3 separate regions of the Mus musculus genome follow, and regions 1 and 3 are each linked to region 2. A link is a contact called in public ChIA-PET and promoter capture Hi-C data. All regions are on one chromosome and are shown on one strand. The core of a region is the stretch at or near the end of the contact, and the rest is flanking DNA. Distances in the headings are between cores, read along the strand shown.

What was found. ChIA-PET counts read pairs in DNA pulled down with a chosen protein or histone mark. Capture Hi-C pulls out chosen DNA fragments and counts their contacts.
Region 1: an RNA polymerase II ChIA-PET map of memory CD8 T cells shows a contact between it and region 2, with 6 read pairs. The contact joins the promoter of Tmem82 here to the promoter of Cplane2 in region 2. A contact is called at or near these places in 2 of 115 datasets of contacts at active chromatin or transcription factors (memory CD8 T cells and neural tube).
Region 3: a promoter capture Hi-C map of liver shows a contact between it and region 2. The contact joins the promoter of Ddi2 here to the promoter of Cplane2 in region 2. A contact is called at or near these places in 1 of 484 Hi-C or Micro-C datasets (LSK cells), 3 of 115 datasets of contacts at active chromatin or transcription factors (effector CD8 T cells, memory CD8 T cells and pancreatic cancer cells) and 1 of 9 other capture datasets (liver).

Annotation. Positions count from the first base shown.
Region 1 is chr4:141,616,908-141,620,648 of GRCm38.p6, reverse strand. Tmem82 (transmembrane protein 82) reads left to right here and starts at 2,016. Exons shown (of 6, transcript NM_145987.2): 1 at 2,016-2,750; 2 at 2,937-3,009; 3 at 3,180-3,354. The coding sequence starts at 2,663. Slc25a34 (solute carrier family 25, member 34) reads left to right here. Exons shown (of 5, transcript NM_001013780.1): 5 at 55-1,825. The coding sequence ends at 237.
Region 2 is chr4:141,212,187-141,216,023 of GRCm38.p6, reverse strand. Cplane2 (ciliogenesis and planar polarity effector 2) reads right to left here and starts at 2,068. Exons shown (of 6, transcript NM_001081174.2): 1 at 1,961-2,068; 2 at 1,552-1,701. The coding sequence starts at 1,663.
Region 3 is chr4:141,721,879-141,725,622 of GRCm38.p6, reverse strand. Ddi2 (DNA-damage inducible protein 2) reads left to right here and starts at 2,204. Exons shown (of 10, transcript NM_001017966.2): 1 at 2,204-2,566. The coding sequence starts at 2,429.

The DNA.
Region 1 (3,741 bases), core at 767-3,266, 400 kb before region 2:
ACACTCGGCTGTGTCATCTGGGACCCTCAACCCTCTCCCCATGTTTATCCCCAGGGCCAGCTGTATGGGGGCCTCGCTGATTGCCTGGTGAAGACCTGTCAACAGGAGGGACCCCTGGCACTCTACAAAGGCCTAGGCCCTGCCTATCTGCGCTTGGGTCCCCACACCATCCTTAGCATGTTCTTCTGGGATGAGCTTCGGAAACTGGTTGCGAGGGCCCAGCACCAGGGCACCTAGACTCAACCCTCATCCCACCACCAAGCCTGCCATCTGGTAGAGGTGATGGCCTGTCAGTGTAAGACTGGCTGCCCAGAGCTAGCTTGAGTCAGGCCCTGCCACAAGCCAGGAGGAGAAGGCAAGGAACAATGGACAACTGGGATCCATTGAGCCCCAGGACCAGTGTGCCCCATGTCACCACCTCTTTATTTCCCTTCTCTCCCCTGGGTTACCATGCCTTAGCTCATGGCCACAGCAATGCCTACATTTAAAGATTCCCATTAGGGGAGCCACTCAGCTGCACTGGCTCCTCAGTCCTCCACCCACTGTGTGACCACATGAGCCTCTCTCAGCATGGGGAAACTGAGGCTGAGGGGAGCCATGTCTCTGGCTGGAGCCACATATGTTTGCCATGACAGAGCCAGGACTGGAGTTCAACTCTGCCTACCCCCATACCATGCTCTCAACGAAGACAAGGCTACATCAGGACTACTGGGCTTCGTGTCCCTCAGAGGCCACTGCATGTGAGACCCTTGTGCCACCAGGGAGTCCTTGGTGTCCCCAGAGTCTGGTTGGCCAAAGCTAGTTATCAAACCAAGTTCTGAAGCTGCCTCAATGGCTTAGCAAAACAAACAACCCTGTTTTCCTACCTTCTGAAGCTGGAAGCGCAGGAAGGTATTGGCGGTGTTGGCGTCTCTCTTTTATTTCAGTTATCTGTGGTGCTGTGGTAGAGCCAGGGCCTGGGCATGCTGGTCACGTGATCTGCCCGTGGTCCACACCACAGCCCAAGGCTGACTTCTCCTGAGACCTCTTTCCTTGACTTTAAAATGAGCAGCTTCCTTTGGTCTTCTCTGAATCTGAGTAAAATCAGCTTTCCTCAGGCTGGGGACATAGATCAGTCGGCAGACTGCCCACCTGATGCCCACGAGGCCCCCCAGGATCCAAATGAACTGGGCATGATGGCCCCTGCCTGTATTCTCAGCCCTGGGGAGGCAGAGGCAGGAGGATCTGGAGTTCGGAGTCATCCTCGGCTCCATAGCAAGTCTGAGGTCAGCCTGGATTCCATGAGAGCCAGAGAGGAGAGAGAGGGAGAGGAGGGGAGAAGGGGGTTGGGGAGGGAGGAAAGGGAGGAAGAGGAGGAGGAGGAAGAGGAGGAGGAGGAGGACAGGGAGATGGAGACCCAGTTCTGTTGAATAGGACCCACACAGGGACTGCATATTACCGAGGGAGCTACCACGGCCTCCCTCTACAGTCCCTGAGGGGCTGGATTAGGGCGTCAGCAGCAGTCTTAGAGCGCTTGAGTCCAGGCTTCCTGTTTGTGTACGTCCGGGGGAGCTCAGGCCTAGGAAAGAGGGTGCCTGTCCATGTGGGTCACGGAGCAGAGCCACTGCAGGGCCAACGACACACTCCGAGCCCTCTCTCCAGACTGCAGGCACGCTCCACCACAGGGACAGGTGTGTAAGGCACCCAGTGGCCTTTCTCCTATGAAAGTGGACACTCGCTCTTGGCCAGGTAGCCTCAACCACCTTCCCCAACCACTTCCCAAGTGAGAAAAATTACTCCAGATGAACACTCCTGAACACTCCAATAAAGTTTTATATTTTGTAAACTTTGGCAATTGCCCTCTGCTTCCCTGTCCCTGCCCCGCCCCGCCCCGCCCCAAACCCTCAATCTCAAGCCTTTTATTTCTAGGAAGGACCCAAAAAGCAGTGCCCGCCCGCCCAGGTGAAGCCTGCCACCTAGTGGACGGAAGGAGAACAGTATGACCCCAAGAAAGACTGCGCTCAACCGGAGTCTTTTTTTTTTTTTTTTTTTTTTCGAGACAGGGTTTCTTTGTGTAGCCCTGGCTATCCTGGAACTCACTCTGTAGACCAGGCTGGCCTCGAACTCAGAAATCCGCCTGCCTCTGCCTCCCGAGTGCTGGGATTAAAGGTGTGCGCCACCACGCCCAGCTTCAACCTAAGTCTTAAGGGGATTCCAAACCCTTCTTTCCCTGTGGCTTGTAGAAGCTAAACTACTAATTTTCAGAAGCCCGAAGAGACAGAGCGCTGCGGGGAGCAGCTCTGCTTTGGGAACTTGAGAGGGCCAAGTCACACTTCAGGTTGAGTGCGGGCCACACCTGAGAGGGGGAAGGCCAGGTGAGCTGGCCGAAGAGGGACTTCCGGAAGGCATGGTGGCCTTGAAGTCTAGCGGGGACAGACCAGAACCAGTTAACTGCTTTGCCCTTGAGACCTGAATGGGAAGCCACCAGCAGCTGCGAGCTGACAGTGCCACTGAATCCAGCAACCTGGAAGATCTAAGGCAGCTGTCTCCCCGGCCCCGCCCCCAGGCCTTTGACCCTTTCCTAGTCCCTCCCCTGTCCTCTAGAGACACCTTTGACCAGTGATATCATTGGGTTTGTCCCAGCGCGGACCCGGTCGGAGGCTGAGGGTTCCTGGAGGCTGCCATGTTCTCCCTGCCTTCCCTCTCCTCCTGGCTCCCCAGCCTCCCTTCCTTTGAGTGGGGTTCCAGTCTCTTCGACAGCCTTCTGCAAGGTGAGCGCCTCTGGGATGCACACCTGCCCCTCCCCGCCACGTCCCTCCCGCGGGTGGGCGGAGTGCAAGGTGGGCCCCACATCCACGTGGGGGTCTCGGCTCCTGGCTGCCCCCTGAGCTCACCCTGCCTCCTCCCCGACAACACTAACGCCCCCCCCCCTTCACCCTCTCCTTTGTCTGGCTCAGGCTTGATCGGGGCCCTTGGAGTCTCGGTTCTCAACAGTCTCCTGAAAGTTTATTTCTTCGTGGCCTGTGTCAAGTGAGTGTCCACGTCGGTCCCACCCACCTTGCCCAGGCAGTTGGTCCCTGAGCGGAGTCTGGTCTCTCTTGGAGAGAGCCGAGAGAGTTGAGCTGGAGCCCTGGCAACTCTCCCACGGGACAGGACCCCGTGATCCTGTCTTTCAGCCGGCACCCATTCTGCCCCCACAGTGACCCCCAGCGGCAGCCCCAAAAGCAGCGGCTGAGCGCGCAATGGGCCTCGTTGGAGATGCTGCATCTGGCTGGTCTGACCCTGTTCCTGACCTTGATAGGGTCCCGGGTAGCCGCCCTCGTCGTCTTGGAGTTCTCGCTCCGGGCTGTGTCCACTCTGCTGTCTCTGGGCAAGGTGAGACGACAGCGTGGGGCCACTCTGGGCCACTTTCATCCTCTGGATTGGGAAATAGAGCCTAGTGACCCCACCCCCACTTTCAGATGGAAACCATAGATTTTAGTTTGTTGCCTGGCAGTACGAGACAGACCCAACACACACACACACACACACACACACACACACACACACACACACACACAATCACACCCGTGTAAATGTCGGTTCTGTGAGCTGGGAGTGTGGATCAGTTGGTAGAGTGCTTGCCTGGCATGCTCACACAAAGCCCTGGATTTGATCCCCTGCACCGTGTAAACCCAGGCCTGGTGACAACCTTGCCTGAAGGATGAGAAGTTCAGGGCCATCCTTGACTATTGGGTCTGGGGCTAGCCTGGAACACATGAG
Region 2 (3,837 bases), core at 819-3,318:
AAGACTTATGCATCTATTTTGATGAGTGCCTGCATTGGTGAATGCATAATGCATGCCTGGTGCCGGCAGAGGCTAGACAAAGGGGTTGATTCCCTGGGTCTGGAGAGACAGGCAGTTGTATCTGCCATGTGGATGCTCGGAATTCAACCTAGGCCTTCTGGAAAGGCAGCTAGTACTCTTAACTGCAGAGCTATCTCTCCAGCTCTTCCAGCTCCCAGCCCCCCTTTAAGTTTGATTTTTTTTTTTAAGACAGGGTTTCTTAGCTGTCTTGGAACTCACTCTGTAAAACAGGCTAGCCTCAAATTCAGAACTCATACATTCGCCTGCCTCTGCCTCCCAAGTGTTGGTATTAAAGACATGTGCCACCACTTTCTGGTGTGATTTTTTTAAAAGATTTATTTATTATATATACTGTGTTCTCCCTGCATGTATGCCTGCACACCAGAAGAGAGGACTAGATCCCATTACAGATGGTTGTGAGCCACCATGTGGATGGTGGGAATTGAACTCAGGACCTCTGGAAGAGCAGTCAGTGCTCTTAACCACTGAGCCATCTGTCCAACCCCAATACTGTTACTATTCAATCTGGCTTTCTTATACATAAAAATATATCTTAGGCCAGGCAGTGGTGGCGCACACCTTTAATCCCAGCACTTGGGAGGCAGAGGCAGGTGGATTTCTGAGTTCCAGGCCAGCCTGGTCTACTGAGTGAGTTCCAGGACAGCCAGGGCTATACAGAAAAACCCTGTTTCGGAAAAAAATTAAATTAATTAAAAAAATATATATATATATTACAATTTCTTCTTTAATAGGGAAATATAAGCAAAAATATTTACAGCTACTACAAATAAATCCCCAAACCAACTCATTGGGATCTTTATGAGTTCTTAAAACTGCACAGCAGGAGCTGGAGAGATGGCTCAGCACAGGCTGCTCTTCCAGAGTTCAATTCTCAGCACCTACATGGATGGTGTCTCACACTGTTTCCTCTTCTGGTCTGCAGACATTCATGCAGACAGAGCCCTCATATACATAAAATAAATAAATAGAAAGTTGAATAGGCAGGACATGGTGTGGTGATGCGTGACTTTGATCCCAGCACTTAGAAGATAGAGGCCAGGTGGATCTCTGTGAGTTTGAGGTCAGCCTGGTCTACATAACCAGTACTGGATACACAACAATGAATACTGGCAACATAGTGAAACGCTTTCTGAAACAAGGTTGCAAGGTTGCTGTGCAAAGTGCCCAGCAGAGGGCATGACCCCAAGTGAGGGCTCAGTCAACAGCATCTCTGGTGACAGTTGCTGTTGGCAGGCATGGGCTGTTTCCAGGTTCCTGGCTCTGTTGGTGGAATTAGCTTTAAGGAGATTTGGGGAAGGGGGCCTGAGACTAGAGGCTAGAGGCGGCACCCAGGAGACCTCGATGGTCAGAAGTGCTGTGGGGCAGGTTCCACAGATCTGTTCCTGCCGCCCCAGGGAGTGTCAAGAGTGTACTAGTGGCACGTGGTGAGGTCTGGGGGACGGGGGTGGGGTGAGGTGGGGTGCCGCTTACCAAACTCCCGCCGGCGATTCTTGCGCAGGATGCAGGCTAAGTACTCCTTACCCTCGACCGTCTCATGCCAGTCTGGGACAATCACCGAACCGTGCATGGGAGGTCTGGCCATGCTTGAGTACGCCAGTAAGGTAAGGATGTGTCCGAATACTGGGAGTAGAAGTGGAGAGAGGGCCAACCATTATCGCAAGGCGACTCCGAGGTCCTTAATCTCTCTCTGGCTTTCCTTTGGAACCTGGATCCCCATCCCGAAGGTGCATTTCTATAGCCCCATCCTTCTACATTGCTCTCTGGGGAACTAACCCATCCTTGTCCTGGGAAGGTATTTCCACAAGTCCCCTCTGCCTTATCTCCTTCCGAGCCCCACTTCGCCTCTACCCCCTCAATTCCGACTCCCGGGACCACCAACCTTCACAGTCCCCGCCAGCAGGGTGACGATTTAAAAGCCCGCCCTTCTTTTCTGTCCTGCCAGCAGAGCCTGCTTCCGTCAGGTCAAGACGCTGACCACGAAGCGCATGCGCAGAAATGTTGCCATGGCGACGCAGGCGGAGGCGGGGCTCCTGAATTCCGGCGGGTCTTTGTAGGTTTTGCAAGGTCTGCAGCTCCTTCCCTAAGCAGGATCTTTCTTATTCGACTTTACCAATGTGAGCTCATATTTTCCTATCAAACATGATCATCTCCCCCAGAAAGGAGGCTTCATCAGTTTTCTGAGCCTCTTAAGTTTCCTTTTCTACAAAATGGATATTATTTCCTTTCTTTTTTTTCTTTCCCTTTCTCCTCCTCTTCTTCTACCTCCTCCTCTTCCTCCTCCTCTTCCTGCTCCTCCTCCTCTCTTTTCTCATCCCTCTCCTCCTCCTCCTCCTCCTCCTCCTCCTTCTCCTCCTCTTCCTCCTCCTCGAGACAGGGTTTCTCTGTATAGTAGCCTTTACTGTCCTTAAACACTCTCTGTAGATCAGGCTATCCTTGAATTCACAGAAACTCCCCTGCCTCTTAGTGCTGGGATTAAAGGCATGTGCTACCATGTCTGGCCATTTATTTATTTACCTTCACAGGGTTCTTTACAACCATGCTGGGCAGCAAAGCTCAGCAGGTTTAGTTCTTACGCTCCTGTTATTAACATCACAGCTCCATCAACCCTGCCCAGCAGGTCCAGAGTCAAATACCTCTGGATTGAGGCTTCAAGGGGCTTTGTAAGAGGTCTGAATAAAGAGCCATTTGTCTACTAATTGATTTATTCATTCTTGTCATTCAACAATGACCAAGCCCCAACTGTGTGCCCAGCATCTGGTTGGTGCTGGGAAGCAAGGGTGAGCCAGAAGTCCTGCCCTCGGACTGGATGCTCCGGCCCGGACCTGTGAGCAACCCCAAAGATGGCAGCTCAGGAAATGCCTGTGAGCTGCACAAGATGAGCGGGTGTTTGAGACACTCTGAGTGACGTCTGTCATCTTCACCAGCATCTCGAGCAGCGTCTTCAAGGAGGGCCAGCCACTGCTTTGCAAGGAATGAGTTAAGTAGACTCCGTGAGGGCCGCTTGCCCTGGAGTCTGTGGACACTCATCTCTATATAAACAGCTTCATGTCTTTGCTACTCCAGATGAGGTAGCTGGAACACACCTCGTCAGTGGAAAAACAGACTCAGAAGCCTGGGTTACCTGACTCTAAAAACATGTTATCTATCCGGCCAGACTGGGTTCTGGGTTTTCAAGACTTCACCCTCGGCACCTAGGAGTGCTAGTGAAGTCAATAGCAGCAAGGAGGTCACAGACCCACGGAGGCAGACGGAGGTGGGCAAGGGAGGAGGGTGCAAGAGAGGGTGCTTCGGTCCCTGCCTTACGAGGCAGCAAGGCTGTGCAAGAGGAAACCATTTCTACTGGAGTCTGTGGCTGGACGGAACCCATTGCACATGCTCCTGAGATGAGGCCCTTTCTGTAGTGGCAGAGATCTGTCAATCACAGACCAGAAAGATTTAGATCTGAGTCGTCTTTGGGCTTCTAGACTTCATACCCAGCCTCGCCAAGGTCTGGTTTGAATCTTGGAAATCTCTAAATGAATCTGCACATTTAATGCTTGCACTGTAATGCTCTGATAGCACTGCATAGACTGGGGGCTCAAACAACGGACAAGTGTTTCCGTGGAGGCTGGAATAACCGACCTCACTGCCGGGTTGGTTTCTGCCACTGCCTTCTCCATGTGTAACAACAACATGGCCTCTTCTCTGCTCGGTCCTCTGCTGCTATTTCCTATTTTTGGAGACAAGCTCTCACTGTGTACTCTAGATTGGCCTGGG
Region 3 (3,744 bases), core at 955-3,454, 510 kb before region 2:
CGTATACCTTTAATCCTAGCACTTGGGAGGTAGAAGCAGGTGGGTCTCCCTGAGTTCAAGACCCAGCCTGCTCTACACAATAAATTGCAGGGCTACACAGTGAGACACTCTCTCAAAAAAGGGTTGGGCTGCTAGAGAGATGGCTCAGCAGATAAGAGCACTGGCTGCCCTTCTAGAGGTTAGATCCAATTTAGTTCCCAGCACCCATATGTCAGCTCACAACGGCCATCGACTCCAGACCCAGGGAACCTGACATCCTTTTCCTCCTCACCAGCACTATCCATACTTGTGCTCAGACAAACATGCAGCCAATACACACATACATATAACAGGGTTTCTCTCTGTAGACCAGACTTCCCTGGAACTCATAGAGATCCACCTGCCTCTGCCTCCTCTCAAGTGCTGGGGTTAAAGATGTGCACCGCCACTGCCTGGTTTACAGTTTTAAATTTCTAAAGGAACAATTCATGCCACAATAAACATCTTGGTGCCCACTAACTGTGGAGACGCAATCACAGTGGGGTGATTGGAGTTCACATCCTGTGGGGCATCTGGCATCCTCACAAACCTTACTTAAGTTTCCTAACTCCATTTTGAAAGGCTCTCTAGCTGACATTTTCATTGCAATTTTCTTTTCGTTTGGCACAGCAGCTGGGCTTTCTGTCACGGATGCTTGATTTCAGCCCTGTCCTGTGGTCCCAGCGTCTCCACTTCTGTTTTTGTAAAAGTCTTGCGCCTATGTATTCTGTCTTTTCTGCAAAGTGAAGTTCTTGCAGCATCCACAGCCACCCTGCTTCCCATTTCCTTCCTGTTCTGCTGGAGGAGGCTCCTCGCTCCACGGAGCCAGGAGTGGAAATCCTTGTGCTTGTAGTGATCCTGCAGTCTCTGCTCCTGGATGATGGTGAAATGAACCAATTCAAGACAGATTAGCTCGTCGTAAATGCGGGTTTGTTGGGTTGGGAAGCTTCTGTCAGGAGGACGAATTCACTGGTCCCAAGGAAGGAGAGGAAGGAAGCCATATTAGTCGCCATGGGAAGGGAAAGGAGAAGAGGGAAAAGAAAGAAAGAAAGAAAGAAAGAAAGAAAGAAAGAAAGAAAGAAAGAAAGAGAGAAAGAGAGAAAGAAAGAAAGAGAATGGGGGTGGGGGGGAGAGAGAGACCAATGATATCATATATGATATGATATCTGTATTAAATGCAGAAGAGTCTCTGGGGGAAGGGCAGCTGAGTCCCTGCCAGGTAGGGACAGAGGGATGTCAGGAGAACCTTGAGCCTTTGATTTGTACAATGCATACCTCAGCCCCTAATCCAGGACTGGAAACCAAACACTCCTGAGTGCTGGGATTACAAATGTGGACCACCCTAGTGGGCCCGGGAGATGTTTTCGGATTTTTACCATTCTTGGTATCTACATCTTCTTATGAATTGAGTGGCCACTAAAATAACGACTGTTTCCCAAGTACTGTCTTTTTGTCCTGCTGAGGTTGAGCTTGGTCCTGGTAGGCAAGATGTCAACAAGGTATTTTATCTATACCATTAAAGTAAATTGTTCAGACTGGAACACTTATGATCCAGGCAGGCTTGGAATTTGCCAGCCTTCTGTTCACCCTCCTGAGTAGCTGGGATTACAGGTTTGCGCTACCAGTCCCAGTATACGGAGTAAATTCTAAACCGTACCCAGTAAACGTCCAGTGCTGGATGCAGTCTGAGAGTGAGTTAACTAAGAACTGTGCTGTGTGTGTGTGGCTGCCAGCGCAGCCATGCCAGCCCGCAGGCTGGGATGGGCCTCGAGCACAGCAAAGGATCTGGATTTTCGTCCTACATTCATTACCAAGTCGAAACCGAGTTAATATTACTGAAATGACAACTTCCATTACGAAAACTCTGTTTTAGAAAGATGTGCTTAATTTGTCTTTCAACCATTTTTATGCACACGCCATTCGCACAGTAGGTCCCCGTTGGATGACTAACTGGGACTGGGATCCTGGAATACTCCGGAGCTCAAGCATTAAATCGTGGGGTTCCCCCACCCCGCATCCCCATTCCTCCCTCCAGTCTCCCCAGCCCCGCCCTGCCCCACAGCCTAGCGTCGCGAAGGCTGCCGGCAGCCTGGCGCGCTTTACGGCCGTGGCGTTGCGACGGGGCGGGGCGCCGGGCGGGCGGCCCGCGAGCTTGACGGCAGCGGTGGGAGGCAGGCCGGCAGGCAGGCAGACGGCGTCGCAGGCGGGTGGCGGCGGCCGCGCTGGCTGCCGAGGGCGGGAGCGAGTGAGTCATTGCGCGCGTGTGAGGGAGGAAAGGAGCGAGCGAGCGAGCGAGCGAGCAGCCCGCGCCCGTCGCCCTCCCGCCGCTGCCGCCAGGTCTCCCCAGCCGCCGACTGCCTTCCGCCCAGCGCCCAGGCCGGGCCGAGTCGAGCCGGGTCGGGCCCGGGCCATGCTGCTCACCGTGTACTGTGTGCGGAGGGACCTCTCCGAGGTGACCTTTTCCCTCCAGGTCGACGCCGACTTCGAGCTGCACAACTTCCGCGCGCTGTGCGAGCTCGAGTCCGGCATCCCCGCCGCCGAGAGCCAGGTACGCCGGGGTGCGGCAGCGAGCGGGGGCCTCCGGCCGCTGTGGCCGGGGGCGGGGGGAGCTGGGGGCCGGCGGGGGCCGAGTCCTGCAGCCGCCCGTGGATGCACCCACTGCAGCTAGAGGGGCACGTGCGCGGGCGGGCAGCCCTCCCCACCTTCTGGCCTTCGGGAGCCTGGGTCCTCATCCGGGATCTCCTGACTTTCCGACCAGAAATACCAGTTTGGATCACTGGGAGAACGACGCCTGCCTGGGGTTCGCTTATTTGGACCGCTCCAATATGCGCAGTTTACTACCTGGGAGAATGCAGATTTGCGGTTGAAAGTGAGGGGAAAAAGTTTGAGACTCACTCTGCCATTGACGTCTCTGGAAATGCATACATTTTTGGTTAATTTATTATATATGTATACACACACACACATATATATATGTCATATATTAATTAAAGTAATGGTTAGGTTAACTCAGTCTGTCTGCTTCTCTCAGGCCAAAGCCCTCCTCCTTTCTGGGCCCAGTTTAGTTGGGTCAGTTCAAAGCTCAGTGCTTTCGAAGGATATTAGCTTGAAAATGGCCTACTGTCTGAAGACCCCCGAGGGATTCGGCGGCCAGGAGTTCAGCCTTCTCATGTTTTAACAAGAAAATATATTCTCAAAATGCTTTGGTGTCCTTAGTAGACTTCATCAAACAATAGGTGGACTATTTTGTAACCTTTGCACTAAATCCCTTAAGATTCTAACCAAAGTGGCCCCCGCTGGGTGTAGTCTAAACACCAGAAAATTATAGACAGCTCCCAAGGCCCCAGAATGTAAATCTTGATTTCCTTCTGCAATTATGAAATAGTTCCAAAAACTGTTGCCCAACGACTGCCTGTTCTGTCCTGACTTACGGTAAACTCTGCGTGTCAATATTGTGTTCAGAAGTACCATTCCTTCACACAATGTGAACTTTAGAACCTTGGCATGCAGCTCTTTCTGGAAGGATCTATTTTAGGGAAGGAGGTGTCACTCACATACGCGGTCTGGCAAAAGTTGGGAATAAACAGTTCCCCCAATTTCCACAGAAAAATTAACCCACAAAAACCTAGGACCCCATTCCTGTTGGTCAGCCTCCTCATACAGGTAGCAGGGGCAAGCTAGGACCAGGGAGTTTGGGGGGCTGGGGGAGATTTGACTTTTTAGAGG